2 separate regions of the Zea mays genome follow, and region 2 is linked to region 1. A link is a contact called in public Hi-C data. All regions are on one chromosome and are shown on one strand. Each heading gives the region's core, a stretch centred on a gene start, on an enhancer-like site or on the middle of the called end of the contact. The rest is flanking DNA. Distances are from core to core; before and after follow the strand shown.

The links. Hi-C and Micro-C count contacts between places; a contact is called where the count stands out from the background.
Region 2: a Hi-C map of leaf shows a contact between it and region 1, with 2.5 times the contacts expected there. The contact joins the promoter of LOC103629886 here to the enhancer-like site in region 1. A contact is called at or near these places in 6 of 25 Hi-C or Micro-C datasets (bundle sheath, ear, leaf and 3 more).

What each region holds. Positions count from the first base shown.
Region 1 is chr6:120,633,104-120,637,853 of Zm-B73-REFERENCE-NAM-5.0, reverse strand. It overlaps the pseudogene LOC118472313. Among protein-coding and RNA genes, the nearest start is that of LOC109940193, 14 kb to the right of the region's middle. Within about 2 kb of position 3,148, at least 9 of the 20 cell types and tissues checked have an H3K27ac peak or open chromatin away from gene starts, as enhancers often do. A contact at or near this core is called in bundle sheath, ear and leaf, where this site is marked.
Region 2 is chr6:120,707,061-120,711,327 of Zm-B73-REFERENCE-NAM-5.0, reverse strand. LOC103629886 (homeobox-leucine zipper protein ROC8) reads left to right here and starts at 1,620. Exons shown (of 10, transcript XM_008650985.4): 1 at 1,620-2,352; 2 at 2,488-2,605; 3 at 2,767-2,952; 4 at 3,094-3,552; 5 at 3,634-3,732; 6 at 3,811-4,020; 7 at 4,149-4,267. The coding sequence starts at 2,258.

The DNA of each region.
Region 1 (4,750 bases), core at 1,899-4,398:
AAGTTCAGGATGCAAACCCGTACTCCCACTGCTCAGACAGCTCTGATGTAGATGATGGTTGTGGTGTTCTCTAAAGTGTCTCAGCATCCAAAGCTTTTGCTAGTAATGTATTTTCGTTGGCTTTGTTGATTATGTTTGTCTGATTCAAACCAAACAGTGTAATGTAATGTCACGAGGAAGTACTACTGGAGCCAAACCAAACAAATAGCGTATTTTGTTCCCTTGTAATTGTTACTGCCGGCAAGGGTCCCATTACCATATATACGTGGAACACCATCCGAACCAAACAACACCTTAATTATGATCGGTTGTATTACTGTTTTCACGATAAACAAAAAAGAACGGAGAAAATATCGGACAGCTTACAAAAATTTCTAATTTCAGTCGGCTGAAATTAATAATTTCGGTCGGGTCGTCCTACGAAAATAGTTAATTTTCATGTGTTGAGTCATACTCATAGCCCGCTTGCGGATACGAGTTAATAACGCGTGGCACATTGTTAAATAAATCTCTCACAACCTATTCGCTTTGCTTTAATCTGTATCAGTTTCTACTACTTATATAGTGTTTTTGTCTCTATAGATTACAACTATATCAATCTAAACAGTCGACTTTAATCCGAAACGAACAACCCAACCTGAGTTTGGAGATTTTTCTCTTTTGGTGCCATGGATAGATTGTACCTACGACTAATCGAGTTTTTATAATATATTATTTATATCACGTGTCAAAGATGAATTAGTCTGTATCTACATGCATGGTAAATGCTATCTAGCTAGAAAAGCCGAAACAGAACGGGGTACTACTGAATAATCAGTATCACTCTATTTTTCATAAAAAAAAAGGAATATAGGAGAATCTATATTTGACAGCGCTATTTTTCATAAAAAAAACAGAACGGGGTTCTATTTTTCATAAAAACGAATAACTAGAAGTTAATTAAACCTTGGACACACAAAAAAAAATTTGACAGCGCTAGCTAGTGCGCAAGCCTATACAGAACCGTTTTACAACCGTATAAACAGTTAGGCATCCACCCTAGAGATAAATTTGTGTGGGTACACTCTACACTCACTGGGAGGCAGCACTCGCTGGACAACTTTACTCTCTATATATGGATTTAGGAGAATCCTCAGTTCCCATGTCGACCTTACTTTGATCACCATGTCGACTTTACAATAATTTGATGCTGCCTGATCAAAAGCTGAGCGTAAAGCAGCTCGCTCCAGGAATCCGGTGGTACTCCAGGAAGGCACCAGTGGCTGCAGTCCTGCAAGTACCTCTCCTCGCTGCTCAGGTCCTTGTGCTGCTTGCGGTAGATGGAAGGGTGCGCGTCCTTTCTGTAGTCGCTCATTCTCGTTATGCTGAGGTAAACCACCGGAGTTGTCGTCCTGCGGATCACGTCCTCCAGTCCAGGACGCTCATCTTCGCCGGGTAGGTGGTCGAGAGGTACTGTTCGTTGGTTATCGGCTCGCTCTCCTTGTCACAGCTGCCACCTGAGTTCCATTGCCCCCCACTGCGTACGACGTACGTAGTGGAGATGCGAAAGAGTATAATACCGTGAACAGGAAAGAGTATGAGCCTTCGGTCTTAAACTCACGCCTGCCGGATGCCTCAAAAACCTTCCCTAGCTTGTCCTGGACACAACTCCACAGAATACACACGAGGGACTCCCACATGTTCGTTCCTGTTGAGTGAATCACTAACGAAAGCAAGCCTAGCTTTTTCCTCTCAGCCTCTCCAACATGTCCGTTGGGTTCAATCTGAAATATATGGCACAGATACGATGATGATCCTGGCAAATTACTACAATTAAACCAAGCTTGAAATGATGAAACCATTAAAAAGGTCAGGTCATTGCATCCACTGTTCTAACTAACAACCTTTATAGGCCTCAGTTCCTCACTCACCTCGGGATACTGCATCCACTGGGTTGCCAGCGGAGCTTCTGGTAAAGCAAGATCTCGCCGCCCGTTGAGGTAGCAGTCAAAGGGCTCGTCGATGTAAGTAAGGGCATGATCCCTCCGGGTAGAGAGGGTACGAGTCATCCCTGACCCAATCCCCATGGAACATATCGCAACTAGCCACTTCGCTGAACCAATCGGCTTTCTTCCCATTCCAACCAGAACCGCCATCCTGCTCTACTGATGACCTGCTACCCTTGCTGTTATTTCCAGATCTCGAGGAGTTTCCTTGCGCCGCCGAATGGTTCTCTGATGAACCAGCAGCAGCAGCATTTCCTTTCGGATTATTCGCTGCACCACTGCTCCTGCCGGGAGCAGCTTGGCGCCCGGTCTGTTCCGGATTCCTCTTCACATTGGGAGATGCTACAACTGTCTGCTTGTTGTTGCTGGGACTGGGAGATCCAGCATCTTTCTGCCCTGGCAAGGCCTGACTACCAGTTTGATTACTAGCTGGAACAACACTACTACTGCCCTCAACTTCGCCATCTCCAGCACTGCTCTTTGCCGGACTAGAACTTCCCAGGCGGTTCTTCGTGCCTTGCATCTCCACTTCCACTGTCTGGTTGAGGAGCATCTGTACTCTCGGTCGTCGTCACAGCATCTATATCTTTACTCTTCCCCAAACTAGAGCTTGCATCTGCTTTATGGCTTGCATCGCCATTTCGATTTCCTGGGAGGTCTGAGGAGCATCTGAACCATTATTCAGATCAGCCACGGTATCTCCGCCGTTTGCAGAACCCCTGCTCCCTCCCGGCCCGAACAGCATCTCCAGCATGAGGCTTTACAGTGCTGCCATTTCCAGCAGCCGAACCACTGCCTGAAACTTCACTTGCAGCGCCCGCGGAGGGGGGCAAGGCGAAGGCGACGTAGGCGGTGAACGCGGCGAAGGCGACCGCGACCGCGACCGCGTACAGCGTCAGCCTCGCACGGCGCCGCGAGCGGCCTCCGAGCGGGCTGAGGAGCCCGGCGTTCGCGCACACCTGCAGGCCACCGCTCTGCTTCTACAGCCTCTTCATACCGCCCGGCCACGGCGGCGCCGCGCCACGGCCGTGGCGGTGCGCGGCAAGTGGAGGAGGCGGAAACGACTAGCAATAGCAAGCGGGAGTGGCCGTGGACGTGGAGGTGCGCTGGTGGCGGTTGGGGGTGAGAAGGCGAGTGGTTTCAGGATGCTTTTGGGGGAGGAAGGGGCAGTGGTGGACGTGGACTCACTGGTGGTGGTGGCTATAGGAATGCCAAAACCTAACAAACCCACTACTACAAAACTGCAAGATTGCCTTGGTCAAAACAAACATTTATACTTAGCAACCGCGTTTATGATTGCCCCTGCTATCTTTGCGGGCCCGACATGCACGACCAACCTCGATAGACGTGGTAGACATGGGGCGATGATTGACAACGAGAGGGCCGGGCGCGGTGGCCGCCGATGAAGTTAGGATGCCCGTCGTCCGTCTGGTTTTCATCAGTAGCGATCGTCGGCTGGGGGACGGGAAAGGAAAGGCCCGGTCTGTCCTGTCGACGACGCAGACAACGTTGGTGTTTGGTTAGACTATGTTTAGCGGTTACCCCTAAATTTCTCCTCCTATATCTCACTCACGTGTCACGTCAGCATTCTCTTTCCCTTATATCTCCACCCTGTACAGCGGTTCCCTCTAAATCCTTCTCATATACCTCACTATAATTATAAAATACTATTTTTCATACCTATTCACCATCTATTATCAATTTTTTCTTAACTAATAAATAATTCTGTGCACAGAAACCGAGGCAAGGGGGCTGTTGTGGTACCTCTTCATCTAGCGTGCACAACAACCACCCGCTACCACTGTAGCAGCGGTAGGGGGCACCGATAAAGAGGAAGAGGGAGTACTGGCGCCGTCACAACGAAGGGAGAGGCCACGGTTGAAGCCAGTCTTAGTGCGATGTTGACCTGATCTGTACACTTTCCATTCATGGCCACCATGTTCTCCCCTCTGGTAATTCATGCGTTGGACCATGCCAGGCATCTCCATCTTCTTTTGCCATGCATGGGAGGAGAACGGTAGGGACGGCCGGCGCCGGCATGTGCTGCTGCTGGGTTTGCAGTTAGTTGCACTTGTTAAGTAACCCTAGTTAGGGTTATATGGACAAATACCTGCTTTGCCCCTGAGAGGTCTCACATCTCTATATAAGGAACCTGTACACCCCTTCATATTAGATAGATCAGAAAGAGACCAGAGGCCCAACCCTATATCCTGTGTCTCGTGTGTTTCCTCTGTCGTGCTTATGGAAAGGGAGACGGGTACTCTACAGCTTCTTGCGCCTCTACTGCTGACAGGAGGGAAGGAAGCAGATCTGGTGATCCGTGGTGACGTAGATCTCAATACGTTATCAGCACGCTCTACCTCGATGTTGCTGCGGGATCCGATATGCATCAACTCCTCATCAAGCCGGCAGGTCTCTCGGCCTAGCCGAACTGTCCTACGCGACAGCCTTCGATTCTCCCTCTACGCACAAACAGTATGTTTATTGGTTGATCCGTTGTTGTGTACGTTGTCGTTCATCCTCGGCATGGGGAATATGGACTCACCGTCGAGGTGCTCAGCCTGTGCGGTCGTCACCGCTGTCGCCAAGGGCCTGTTGCCCAATTGCCAGTGCTCGACTCTGTCACAAAACGCCCGCACGCCATGCCGAGGTCGCGCCGGAAGCCGTAGAAGCCGTGTCGCGCCGTAGCCACTACCGGCGATCTGCCCCTTCTACAAGTAACGCAGGAGCATGGAGGCGTTGCGCCGTAGCCTCGAAGAGCCCCG
Region 2 (4,267 bases), core at 371-2,870, 75 kb before region 1:
TAAACTTTGATAAGCTGGAACAATTCTGGTCTAATATTGGACAAACAAACAAGGCCTTAGGGTACCCATTCTATGGTTTGTACGTCAAGTTTTGAAACTTGCTTATCTTAATAAGAAAAAGAAGCACTACATGCTATGTGCAAATTAACATTATAGTATTATGCATCACGATAAAACAATATGTGCATATACCCACATTACTAGATTAGGTATATGCCCAGATTAAAAATAGTACGTCCAAAGTTACGTTATACAACACATGCAATTTTACGTTATAAGATTAAAATTAATTGTCTTATGGATGGATGTGTAAACAGTAGACAAAATTCGGTAATTTTCTGGTTTAGTCTACCATTTTTTCGCTATTTTTGAATTTTTCGAGATATACAAAAAATGGTGCAAAAATGTGATAAGTAATTTTGAAAACAGAATGGTAAACAGTGGGACATCTCAACCGTCTATTTTAAGATTTACCAAAAAAACTTGAGTGATCTTGCTCCTAGTGGTGGTGTCTCTAATGATGAACTTAACACTTTGTTGTATGATGATCTTGGTCCTAGTAGTGGTAGGTATAATGATTTAGACAAGTATATGGTAGAACCACTTCTGAAACAAAGTGAGTTTGATATTGTGGCACGGTGGAAGAATAAAAAAAGAGGAATATCCTGTTGTTTCTCGGATGGCTCGTGATTTATGGCTATACAAGTGTCAACTGTTGCTTTAGAGTCTGTTTTTAGTGTCGGTGGATGAGTTGTTGGTCCATATTGTAGTTGTCTTGATCCTGAGATTGGATAGCTGCAACACGTAAAGGTTACAATTTTAAAAAGTTTTATTGGTAACTATAGAAGATTTTTTTACTAGCATTATCTTGTGTCCTTGCAATTTAGCTTCCACGCCTATCACATCCCTTTCTATAGATTTGAAGATTTTAAATATGACATTTACTTCTTCAGATATCATAGAAGATATATCAACATGTTTAAGACTTATGTATCAACGTGTTTAAGACTTATGTATTGTGTGATTAAAATTTATGAGTGGACATGCACGATCAATTGTGTATGATTAAGACTGTATTGTGTATTTGTGTGGTTGGGACTTGCACGTGGATACGAATAAACAATTGTGCGTGGTTAGAACTTAATTCTTGTGCGTTTTCTCTGATTTAAATTACTGTTTCTCGATCGATTTCAAGATTTTTTGTTAGAATTTATGCGTTTTCAATATACCAAAATTTACCGGCATAATCCATTTCTGATTTTCTATTTCCTAATTCTGACTGAACAAAAACTTATACGTGTGAAAATGGTGAAAAGGTTTTTCTGACCGTTAGCGACTGCTTTCACATCTACTTATGGCTAATCAGTGTGAGCTGAGCTCCAAATTCAGTAAAAATAGGAGCAGACACATCCTACACCTATATATTCCATTTAAACAAAGTCGTCAAATATCTATATGAAAATATTAGGAAAAAAAATACAAATTTATCAAGTAGATGTCTGCGGGTGGAGTGGGGAGGGGGATCTGATGAGGTAATGCAGCTTGCAGACCCGACCCGTTTGGCCTTAAATGGCTCCAGCTGTTCCCATCCAAACCCAACAGAGGGGACTGTAGAGAGAGAAAGAGAGCAGTCATGGCCTCGCCGGGCGCCCTGCGCTGCTTAAAAACCTCGGCCCTTAATTCGCTCGCACCGGTTACTGCTGCTCCTGCTTCCTCACACCACCCTACCTCTCCTGCCAGAGCAGGAGGAAGAAAGATTGGCAGGAAGCAGCAGTTCCTAGACCAAGGACCGGCCGGGGAGGACGGAGGATAGAGACGGCGAGCGAGCAAGTGTAACTGTTGCCGTGGAAACGGGAGAGGGATAGAGAGAGAGAGAGAAACGGGCCGGGAGGAGAGAGATAAGCGCTAGCCAGGAAGGAAACAAGGTGGAAGCTTGCGCAGTGGGGGTGGGTGTGGAAATGGCGTGAAGCATGTCTGGATCCCCAAGGTTTCGCGATACCCTGCTGCCTATTCTGCAGCGTTCGTCTCGAGCTGGAACTGGAAGGCGGCTACCACTCCGGCGCAGTCTTGCCCGGCCTACTCATCGTCGTGTATAAATCAGAGCAGGGGGCCAGGCCACAGAAGGCACTGCAGCAGAGCAGCACAGAGATCTCTACTCCTTCCCTTACAGCTGTGGAACGAGTGAGCGAGCAGGAGGGACAAGACAAGGTTGGTAGTAGTAGTAGTAGGTGGGTGGCTAGCCTGCAGCCAGCCGGCAATGGATTTCGGCGACGAACCTGAGGGCTCCGACAGCCAGCGCCAGCGGAAGCGGTACCACCGGCACACGCCGCGCCAGATTCAGCAGCTCGAGGCGTACGATCTCGCTTCGTTTCCATTTCTTTTGCTGCTTCTTTATTCTGTCCGGCCGCCCTTGTGGTTGTTCGTCGTGAGACGTGATGGTTTGGCGGAAAGGAATGTAATGGCGTGCGTGCTCGCCCATGACTGCAGGATGTTCAAGGAGTGCCCGCACCCCGACGAGAACCAGCGCGCCGCGCTCAGCCGGGAGCTCGGCCTGGAGCCGCGCCAGATCAAGTTCTGGTTTCAGAACCGCCGCACCCAGATGAAGGTATCATACTGAGCACAGCAGTGTCCCGGTTCCTTTGATTTTCTTTTAGTTTCTTTCACGAGGTCGCCGTGCTGTTGCATTTCGACATTCTGTTCTGTCGGCTTGTTTTCCACGGGTTCTTGATGGATGACGACGCTCCTGTGTGCCTGTGCGAGCTGCAGGCGCAGCACGAGCGCGCGGACAACTGCTTCCTGCGCGCGGAGAACGACAAGATCCGGTGCGAGAACATCACCATGCGCGAGGCGCTCAAGAACGTCATCTGCCCCAGCTGCGGCGGCCCGCCCGTCGACGAGGACTTCTTCGACGAGCAGAAGCTCCGCATGGAGAATGCCCGCCTCAAGGAAGAGGTAAATCGTGAGTTGGCCAACGACGCGTGCTAGCTGTTTCCGGAGACGTCCGTCCTCGCCGGTCTGTCTGTCTCCGTGTATTTCTGCACTGTACGTCTCTCTTCATTCTTGGCTCTTGGGTGGGTGCCTGCCAACCTGCAGCTGGATCGGGTGTCGAGCATCACGTCCAAGTACCTCGGCCGGCCGTTCACGCAGATGCCTCCGGTGCCGACCATGTCCGTGTCGTCGCTGGACCTGTCCGTGGGCGGGATGGGCTCCCTCGGCGGGCCGTCGCTGGACCTCGACCTCCTCAGCGGCTGCTCGTCCGGGCTGCCGTACCAGGTGCCGGCGCCCGTGACGGAAATGGAGCGCCCCATGATGGTCGATATGGCGGCGCGCGCCATGGACGAGCTCATCCGGCTCGCCCAGGCCGGCGAGCAAATCTGGGTCAAGGGCGTGCCCGGGGACGCGAGGGAGGTGCTCGACGTCGGTACTTACGACAGCCTCTTCGCCAAGCCCGGCGCCGCGTTCCGCCCGCCGGACATCAACGTCGAGGCGTCCAGGGACTCGGGCCTCGTGTTCATGAGCGCCGTCGCGCTCGTCGACGTCTTCATGGACACGGTACGTACGCATTCCTTAACTTCCCTTCGTCTCCCCGCGCGCCGCGCCCATGGCGATGGTTGATCCATGTTGTTGTTGCAGAACAAGTGGATGGAATTCTTCCCCGGCATCGTGTCCAAGGCGCAAACCGTCGATGTTCTCGTGAACGGCTTGGGCGGGAGGAGCGAGTCCTTAATCATGGTAGCGCCGTCGAATCATTGGAAACAATGTCGTGTGATGTGATCATTGGAAGGAAAACTAATGGCGCGCGTCGTGCAGATGTATGAGGAGCTGCACATCATGACTCCGGTCGTGCCGACTCGCGAGCTGAGCTTCCTCCGCTACTGCAAGCAGATCGAGCAGGGGCTGTGGGCCGTCGCGGACGTCTCCCTGGAGGGGCAGCGCGACGCCCATTACGGCGTGCCGTCCCGCTCCCGTCGCATGCCGTCGGGGTGCCTCATCGCCGACATGTCGAACGGCTACTCCAAGGTGGTCGACGCGACGAGCGGCTCATGCTCCTGTGCAGCTGTGCTCCACGTGCACGTGCATTGCCCTGTGCCACGCCATGGTTGCTGCCACTGACCTGACCTGACACGTTCATATCATGTGTGCTGTAGGTGACCTGGGTCGAACACATGGAGATCGAGCAGATGCTCCCGATCAACGTCCTTTACCGCAACCTGGTGCTGAGCGGCGCCGCGTTCGGGGCGCACCGCTGGCTGGCCGCGCTGCAGCG